Linked DNA regions of Sus scrofa: regions 2 and 3 are each linked to region 1. A link is a contact called in public HiChIP or PLAC-seq and promoter capture Hi-C data. All regions are on one chromosome and are shown on one strand. Each heading gives the region's core, a stretch centred on a gene start, on an enhancer-like site or on the middle of the called end of the contact. The rest is flanking DNA. Distances are from core to core; before and after follow the strand shown. Region 1 holds the start of AKAP6 (A-kinase anchor protein 6). Region 2 holds the start of STRN3 (striatin-3). Region 3 holds the start of SCFD1 (sec1 family domain-containing protein 1).

Region 1 (2,700 bases), core at 49-2,548:
GAACTTGGACACCAAGGGCCTTGGGTTTACATCCTTAAAGCTCCATGATCCAAGGGTTAAAAACAAACCAACAAACAGAGACCCAGACCCTCTACCTGGCCAAAAGATCCATCAGTATATTCTAAAATCACTAAGTGAAAGATGTACAGGGAAACTTTATAATGGAGGGGTCAGGCTGCTGACCTCGCCTGAACCCACTGGTTCAGCCAGATATTACCTGCATTGAGATGCCATAGAAAGTATACGCCTTAACCAAAAATAAAAAAAATTGAGAAGGGTCTAATTATACTTTACATTTAACTATAAATTTTCAAGAAACATGGTGGATAGAGAAACGAGATCATCAGTCATAAATGAGCCAAAAGCAAGAATCGTGACGTTCCCCGGTGCAAATATCTGGTTTCCCCAATAAATCAATAGCATAAAGAGAAAGAGGGTGGGGAGGGAGGCGTTAAGGGAATTGAGACTTAAGAGGCTCAGCAACCAAATACAATGTGGAAAGACAGAACCTTGACTGTGAGGGAGGTGGGGTTTAGAGACCTCCATTAAGTGGCTTTCTAAGAGCCTCATAGCAGTGAAGACACAAACCAGTCTAGATCTCTATAACAAACCAACAATAAAAGGCATCTTTCAAACAATCAAGGAAATTTGAACGTGATAGGTTCCTAGGGTGTTGGCAGATGTGACTCTTGCGATTGAGCAACACTGGACAAGAACGAAAGAAAAGCGGCTGACCAGGGATGACTTATTTCCTGCTAACGTCAATCCCTGTCCTTGACAGAATGGTTGCATTCACTCATTTGACTTCAACTAAGTCAAGTCTGAAATAAAGTCCTTTGCCACATCCCCGCCCCTTCTTCCTGCCACCAGGCCTTTATAAGCCGAAAGCCTCACGGTCGCTGCTGAGGCCATCCTGAGCTCAGCCCATACGTTTCAGAAGCCTCTCTTGCTTTACTTACTTGGCTGTATGCAGTTCCTCCCTCCGCAAACCTTACAGAGCCTTACAGAACCCACAGAGTGCATATTATGGAATATTCAAGAATTACCTTAACTTTTCTAGATGTGTAATGGCTGGGTGATTACTTTTTTTTCCCCCAAATTCTCATCAAAGGAAGTTTAAGTGAGAAACGAAGTGAGTGAGGCGGCCCGCTTTATACCGCTGCCGCCTCGCCGACAGACAGCTCGCGCTCCGCTCGCTCGCCCGATCCTCGAGGGCGCAGAGCCCAGAGCCGTCAGCCGCGCTCGCCGCACCCAGCATGCTCCGCGGACCGAGCGCCTCAGCAGGAGGACCCACCGCCCGCACCTAGAGCCCCGGACGCGGCCCTTTACCCAAGGTGCCTCGGGCGCTCATTTGCATGGCCCACAGACATGTGAAGCCGACAGATCGCCGCGGTCTAGCGATCGTGGCACCAAACGTGCGAGCTTCGTGAGTGGGTCCGCGACGTCAAATATCTCTAAATGTCCCGCGGTCGCCGGGAAGAGGCGCAGCTTGGTCACCGTAAGTGTGATAGCAGAGATATCGCCGTGCCTTATATAGCCTGTGGACAGAGGCTGAATCGTGCTCGCTTCGGCAGCACATATACTAAAATTGGAACGATACAGAGAAGATTAGCATGGCCCCTGCGCAAGGATGACACGCAAATTCGTGAAGCGTTCCATATTTTGCGCGGTCTAAACAGCCTTAGCCTTTTGAAAGCTCCAAAAGCACGTCTGGCACTCAGTCCTGAAATTGTGATTTATTTTCAGTATAAAAGTGTTCGTATAATGCAATCTATGAAATGAGAATGAAGCTGAGTTACATCTGGAAATTAATGTCCAAAGGAAACACCGTGAGTCAAAAGCAAAACGTCTGGCACTCAATACTGAAATTGTGATTTATTTTCACTATAAAAATATTCATATGAGGCAATTTATTAAATGAGAATGAAGCTGAGTTGCACATGGAAATTTATGTCCAAATATGCCTTCTTTTCACATCTCGGAAATGAGGGAAATATCAACTTGCATCCCTTTCATAGAACTTAAAAGTTCTGAAATCGACTTATTCATGGTCTTATCTCCTCCAACCATACAAAAGCAAGAGACCCAAGTGGGTTCGCCTCTTGTTCAAGACTGCCTGACATGAATTACTGGATGAGTCCTCAACAAATCATTTCTAAATTATTAAATTACTGAATTATCGCTAAGTTACTGAATCCTGCTAAAGGAAGTAAAGAACATTAGCGCACATTTCTGGGACCTACTTTGTTACATTCCTTGGTCGTGTTGGACTAGAGTGCGTAAATTCTCGCTCAGATTGTGAGCTGGACCAAAGCAGCGACTGTTATCGGATCAGATCAACGCTGGCCAGTGCATGTGGATCCTAGAGCTCCAGATTCAGTTAAAAACTGACGCAGCAAGCTCATTCGTATCTGCTTTCCGTAGTCTGAGACAGATCTTGTGGGCCTGTTCTTATTTGGCTTCTAAGGGGCACTCAAAATGCCTCTTTACCTAAATCGGGTGGATTCCGTCACAGGAAATTTGAAAGTTCATTACCCAAACCAAAAGCAGATTTTTTTAACCAATGAAAACAAGCATTCGACTACAGACACTACGATTACCCAAGTAACTTATAGAAACATGACCGGTGGGCCATGGAAATGCCAGGGTAGCAGTCGAGCTAGACTGCGGTGGAAGAGTCTCGCCAGAGTCCTCAAGGCG
Region 2 (2,700 bases), core at 113-2,612, 1.0 Mb after region 1:
AAATAAGACGTACTACTTTCTCTTTGAAACTACACCCTGAGTGGTCTTGTATATTCCACAGTTAAAATTTTATTGGTAGTAGAGAAGAAAAAAATTTAAGTGCAATCAATTCTATATGTGATTTTCCTGCTTAGCTGTAATTAATGAATCTTTTTTCCTTATCATAATGGTAAATATTATTTTTGGCTTTTTTAACCAAATGGTTGTTGGCTATATTAACTTTTAGAAACGTAACAGTTCATTAAGGATGTTCCTTGGCAACTAAGCACATTAAAAAGAAAACACACTATGGTACTTAAGATTAACCTTGTCTTTTTTGTATACATTATATTCATTCAAAACAACCCAGGAAAACATTCTTAGGCATTCACTTAGGATTTTACAATGTCTTCAGGGTCCCCTGTGGAGCAGCAGGTTAAGAATCCAGCATCATCACTGCAGCAGCTAGGGCTGTTACTGCAGCGCGGGTACACCCCTGGCCTGGGAACTTCCACATGCCATGGGCAGGGCCAAAAAAAAAGTGGGGGGGGGAATTTAAAAAAGGAAAAAAGATGTCTTCAGGGTGTTTATTTTCTATTTCCATCAAAAGATTCAGCTATGAATGACATTATTTTTGAGTTATTCACTTCTAAAACATCAAATTTAACCACTCTCCTTCAAAGTTTTCTTTCTTCCTCCACCTAGCTTCGAGATCTAAAGTTTTTCACGTTCCCTTATCCCAAAAGAAAAATGAAAACAATCGGTCCTGTTCCCTTCCAACCCCCCCCCCCCCACCAAACACACTCCATCCCAGAATAATAAAGAAGGGAGGCAAAGTGGAACAAGTTGCGACGTGCGACAGGGAGCACAGAATTCGGTCCAAAGCCCAGAGACAGGGAATCGGCCGCTACGTCCGGGAGGATCTGGGCTATTTGCCAAAAAGAGAACGTCCCCAAAGCCCAGGGAACTGACTGGTGTTAGGAAACCAGAAAAAGAGCGAGTGACAGGCAGAGAAAGAGGCCCGATCCTCTGGGACTGCCTGAAACACGCAAGGAATGCAAAAGAAACGCCAGGAATTCAGGACCGGCGGCGGCCGGCCAGAGCGACCAGCCAGGTTAAAACTCAGCTTCGAAGGCAGAATCGCAGCCGAGACCCTTGGGTGGGAACGGCGGGGGCTGACTGAGCGAGGGAAACCCCTTGCTAGAAAGGACGACACCTACTCGACCCCAAAGGTCGGAGTCTACAGCCCACGGGCTCCGCGGGGGCAGCCAGACACCCGAAGCGGGTCTGAGGGCGGGCCTAGGGCGGGGCTGGCGCTCCTTCCCCGCCTCTAACGGCAACCCTGCTTCCTCAGTACGCCTGCGTAGGGTGAGGCCGGACTCTATTTGGCTACCAGGCGAGCGGCAGCAGTGGCGTTCTCTACCCGGCATGCTGCGCGGGAGCGGCGGCCCTACGTCTATCCCCTTCCCAACCCTGCCCCCTCTCGCCCTCCCACCGCGGCCCCCCCTTCCCCTAAAGTGAGTGAGTGAGACGGGCAGATGGAGGAGGGACTGTAATGGCGGCGGCCGGCAGCTCCCTGCTCTGACCCACGGCAGGCATACAGCAACAACCCCCTCCCCGCCCCTCTTCCAGCCGGCCTCCGCCCCGCCACCAGCGCGGGGCCACCTTCCCCGGCCCCTTCCCCCAGCCGTCGGCGTCTCGCCCTGCGCCCCAGCCGGGGCCCCACACACAATGGACGAGCTCGCCGGAGGCGGTGGTGGCGGCCCGGGGATGGCGGCCCCTCCACGGCAGCAGCAGGGACCTGGGGGGAACATGAGCCTTTCGTCAGGGGGGAATGGAGCAGCGGGCAGCGGAGGTCCTCCGGCCGCCGAGGGAGCCGGTCCCGCGACAGGCCCCGAGCTGTCCCGGCCGCAGCAGTACACTATCCCGGGGATCCTGCACTACATCCAGCACGAGTGGGCTCGGTTCGAGATGGAACGGGCGCACTGGGAGGTGGAGCGGGCCGAACTGCAGGTACCTCCTTGGGGTTGGTGTGCGGGACAGCAGCGGCGGCGGGGTTGTCTGCCCGGGGGTGGGGCCGGAACTCCCCTCATTCGGAGCTCGAGGCCTAGGGAGGCCGAGAGGAACCTACCTGCGCGGCTGGATGGGTGATGGTCCTGGCGACGGGTCTTCCTAGAGTCCCCCTCCCCTTTTACCGCACAAGCTTGTTACCCAGCCCTCTCTAGCTGCGCGGTGCGGGCTTCCTTGGGGCAGCCATTTTGGCTGTTAGTATGGCGTCCGCGGGGGCTCCTTCGGAGGCCGCCTGCCCGGGCCTCCGGGTCTTGGGGCTGAGTTCCTCTCTGTGGGAAAGTTCCTGGCGTGGGGCTGCTGGGCACTGAACTTGCTCTCGTTTGTACCTCGTGAAATGGAGAACCCGAGGAGAAGGACTGGCATGGGCATTTTACCACCTTTTCCCGAACCACCCCTCTTTTCGAGTTGACTTGCCTGACCCCCTCCCCCGGAGTTGGTAGCTCTTACTAGTTGACAGCCAGGCTTCTTTCCAGAGCTGCCACCGAGCACAATGGCTTGCGGCTGACCTGTGAAGTTTTCATTTCCTGCCGCCAACTTTAAGTGTCTACTTACCTGGGATGCTGCCTTACTCACTTAGATTCCCTTTGACTTCTTCCTTAGTGACTGACTCATCAACACTTCTCTGTGCTGAATTTTTCTTTTTGGAGTACC
Region 3 (2,700 bases), core at 144-2,643, 1.4 Mb after region 1:
AGACAAGTGGGGTTTCTATTTGTTTATACAAATAAAATGAATGGCAGGTATTCCTCAAATTTTATTTGGACTTTCATGTATTTAAGTTATGCCTGACTTCATCTGATAGTTTACACTAAATTATCCATTGGTGGAAAGCAGAACATAACTCATTATGCACTGTGTATCATTACTACATTAAGGTCTACCATTAATTTTTTCTTTGAATTCCAAAGGAAGGAATCAAGCATAGCCAAAATCCTTTCTATAGACCATATTAATTGTAATCAGTTGTTTTCCTACACAGATTTATATGCAAAAGAACATAATTACAAGAGACAGAATTTCCAAATATGCATATTCTTGATGGCTTATTTCTACTAGCTCCTCAGAATTAACAGTTTGCCAATTTTCGAGACAATTAGCTAACAGGTATAATCCATTAGTTTGTAGCTAACAGGTATAAACCAAGTTGTCATCACAAGTTTCCAAAAAATATGGCAAAACTAAAATTATCTAAGATGGAAAAAATACCAAAGCTCAAAGAGAAGGAATGTGTATTTTTTAAAACCGTATTTCACAATATACACAGGAGCTATATAATTACGTTCTATTAAACATGAAACTAATAACGCATAGTTTAAGAACACTAATTTGCCAAATAATTAAAATGGGAAAGGTTAATTCATTTATTTTGCCATTCTTATACCTCATTCCAGCATGCTGAAGACAGAAATCTTTTAACACTGAGCATTTCTCATCTGGTACCCCCAAAGATTGGTCCAAAGGAGAGAAATGGCAGAATGTAATCTGCTCTGAAAAGAACACTTAAATTTTGTTATTGTGGTGGAAGTGCCGGAAGATGCAACTCTAAATATTGAAATGGGAGAAAACTGAACCATGCACAGAAACAAATCCGAAAGACCTCATAGGCAGCAACACAGGGAGGGGAAATGCCAGCTGCTAAATCTTGTCGTAAAGGCCTTCTGAGGTCCAGTAGGAAAGCGACAAGTGCAGGACAGGACCGTAGCAACCTGCTCACCCGAGAAGCCACTTCTCTGGCACCACTTCCGAGGGCCGAGTTTTCAAGCTAATGGAATCTCTTCCCTAAAAACTCAAGAGGGGAGGGGCTCTCGATGCTCGGAGAACAGGATTAAACTTTTGAAGGTCCACCTCTGAGCTGCACGCACCGCGACCGAGTGAGGGCGACAAGCATAGGAAGCTTGTCCTCACTGCAAGCATGAAACCTCAGGGAAGAGAAGAGAATAAGTCGGTACCTGTTTGTCTCTCGCGAATACTTGCTGCCGCGGCCGCCGCCATCTTGACTCCCACCATTCACTGCCCGGCTGGCAAGCGGAGCCTGTGGATGACGTGGCCGCCCCGACCGCCCCGGAAGCAAAGCCCGGAGGGGCGGGATCATAGAAGGCCGAGCCCCGCCTCCCCTACGGTGACCCTTCCGTACCCTCAGCAACAAAACTTGCCGAACAAAGAATGAGGGAATCATTTTTGGACACCTAGGCAGTTTACTTTTCGGAGGCGGAACAGTGGGAATTTTTATCCTATCAAGCCGCAGGTTCTTAAAGAGTAGCTGCCTTAAATTGAGCTCTTAGGGTAGAAACGTGTTGTAGTGCCAAGAACATATTGACTGTTAGTTTGGTCGTTTGCATATCTCTTAAGTGTGATAATACTCCTGGGGCTTAAGGGTCACAGGACTAAAGTAAATGAAGCTCCTGGAACAAAATCGGCACTTAAATGCCAGCTCCCTTTTCTTTTTACCAGCGCAGCTTGTTTCCCTTTTGCTCCCCTTTCCAGGGAAACGGTCAGCTTTGGTGTATTGCTCTCATTTGGCAGATTTCTCAACCTCACGTGCAGGTGTCTTCTTAATGTACGCTTAAAGCCATGTGATAACAAAATATATCCGATATTGATGACTTCTAATCCATAGATTTTTTATTGGATGTCAAAAATGGACACACAACTCTGTGCATTAGCTATTGTTTGTTCTGAAGCTGCACCAAATTCTGAAATTACAGACCCTGTACCTTAAAAACTGGTTTGAAAACTTAAATTTTCAAATTTTTGAGACTATGTTTAACAATTACATAAACAGCAAAATCTATAATAAAACACTACTCCACAAATAAGTTTTTATGAAACTTAAGACTGATAACCTTAATGTCATCAGGGAACACCCTAGAACTGAATCTATTTTTTTTTCCTTCCATATTTTTTTCAGCTTTATTGAGAGTGTAATTGACAAAAGTGGAAAGATCCTTGAAATGTACAGTGACAATTTGATATATATACACATACATTATGAAATAATGTCCCTCCATCTAGTTAACTATCACATCTATCAACTCACATATTTTTCTTTGTGTGTGAAAAATACTGATTTCTCCTCTTAGCAAATTTCATGTATACAATATAGTTATATCTAGGAGTTCCCATTGTGGCTCAGCTGGTTATGAAGCCAACTAATAGCCATGATTAAATGAGTTCAATCCCTAGCCTTGCACAGTAAGTTAAGGTTCTGGCATTGCTGTGAACTGTGGTGTAGGTCACAGACATGGCTGGGATCCGGTGTTGTGTGGCCAAAGAGCTGCAGCTCTGATTTGACCTCTAGCCTGGGAACTTCCATATGCTGCAGGTGCGGCCCTAAAAAGCAAACAAAACAGTTATCAACTATAGTCACCATGTTATATATTAGATGCTCACACC

The links. Promoter capture Hi-C pulls out the DNA fragments that hold promoters and counts their contacts. HiChIP or PLAC-seq counts read pairs in DNA pulled down with a chosen protein or histone mark.
Region 2: a contact with region 1 is called in an H3K27ac HiChIP or PLAC-seq map of alveolar macrophages. The contact joins the promoter of STRN3 here to the promoter of AKAP6 in region 1. A contact is called at or near these places in 1 of 5 promoter capture datasets (liver), 1 of 47 Hi-C or Micro-C datasets (heart right ventricle) and 2 of 2 datasets of contacts at active chromatin or transcription factors (alveolar macrophages and skeletal muscle).
Region 3: a promoter capture Hi-C map of liver shows a contact between it and region 1, with 9 times the contacts expected there. The contact joins the promoter of SCFD1 here to the promoter of AKAP6 in region 1. A contact is called at or near these places in 1 of 5 promoter capture datasets (liver) and 1 of 2 datasets of contacts at active chromatin or transcription factors (alveolar macrophages).

What each region holds. Positions count from the first base shown.
Region 1 is chr7:67,460,849-67,463,548 of Sscrofa11.1, forward strand. AKAP6 (A-kinase anchor protein 6) reads right to left here and starts at 1,299. Exons shown (of 16, transcript XM_021099874.1): 1 at 1,047-1,299.
Region 2 is chr7:68,469,399-68,472,098 of Sscrofa11.1, forward strand. It overlaps STRN3 (striatin-3), which reads left to right and starts at 1,363. Exons shown (of 17, transcript XM_021099888.1): 1 at 1,363-1,992. The coding sequence starts at 1,711. It also overlaps a transcript of AP4S1 not described here.
Region 3 is chr7:68,849,662-68,852,361 of Sscrofa11.1, forward strand. SCFD1 (sec1 family domain-containing protein 1) reads right to left here and starts at 1,394. Exons shown (of 26, transcript XM_021099902.1): 1 at 1,257-1,394. The coding sequence starts at 1,314.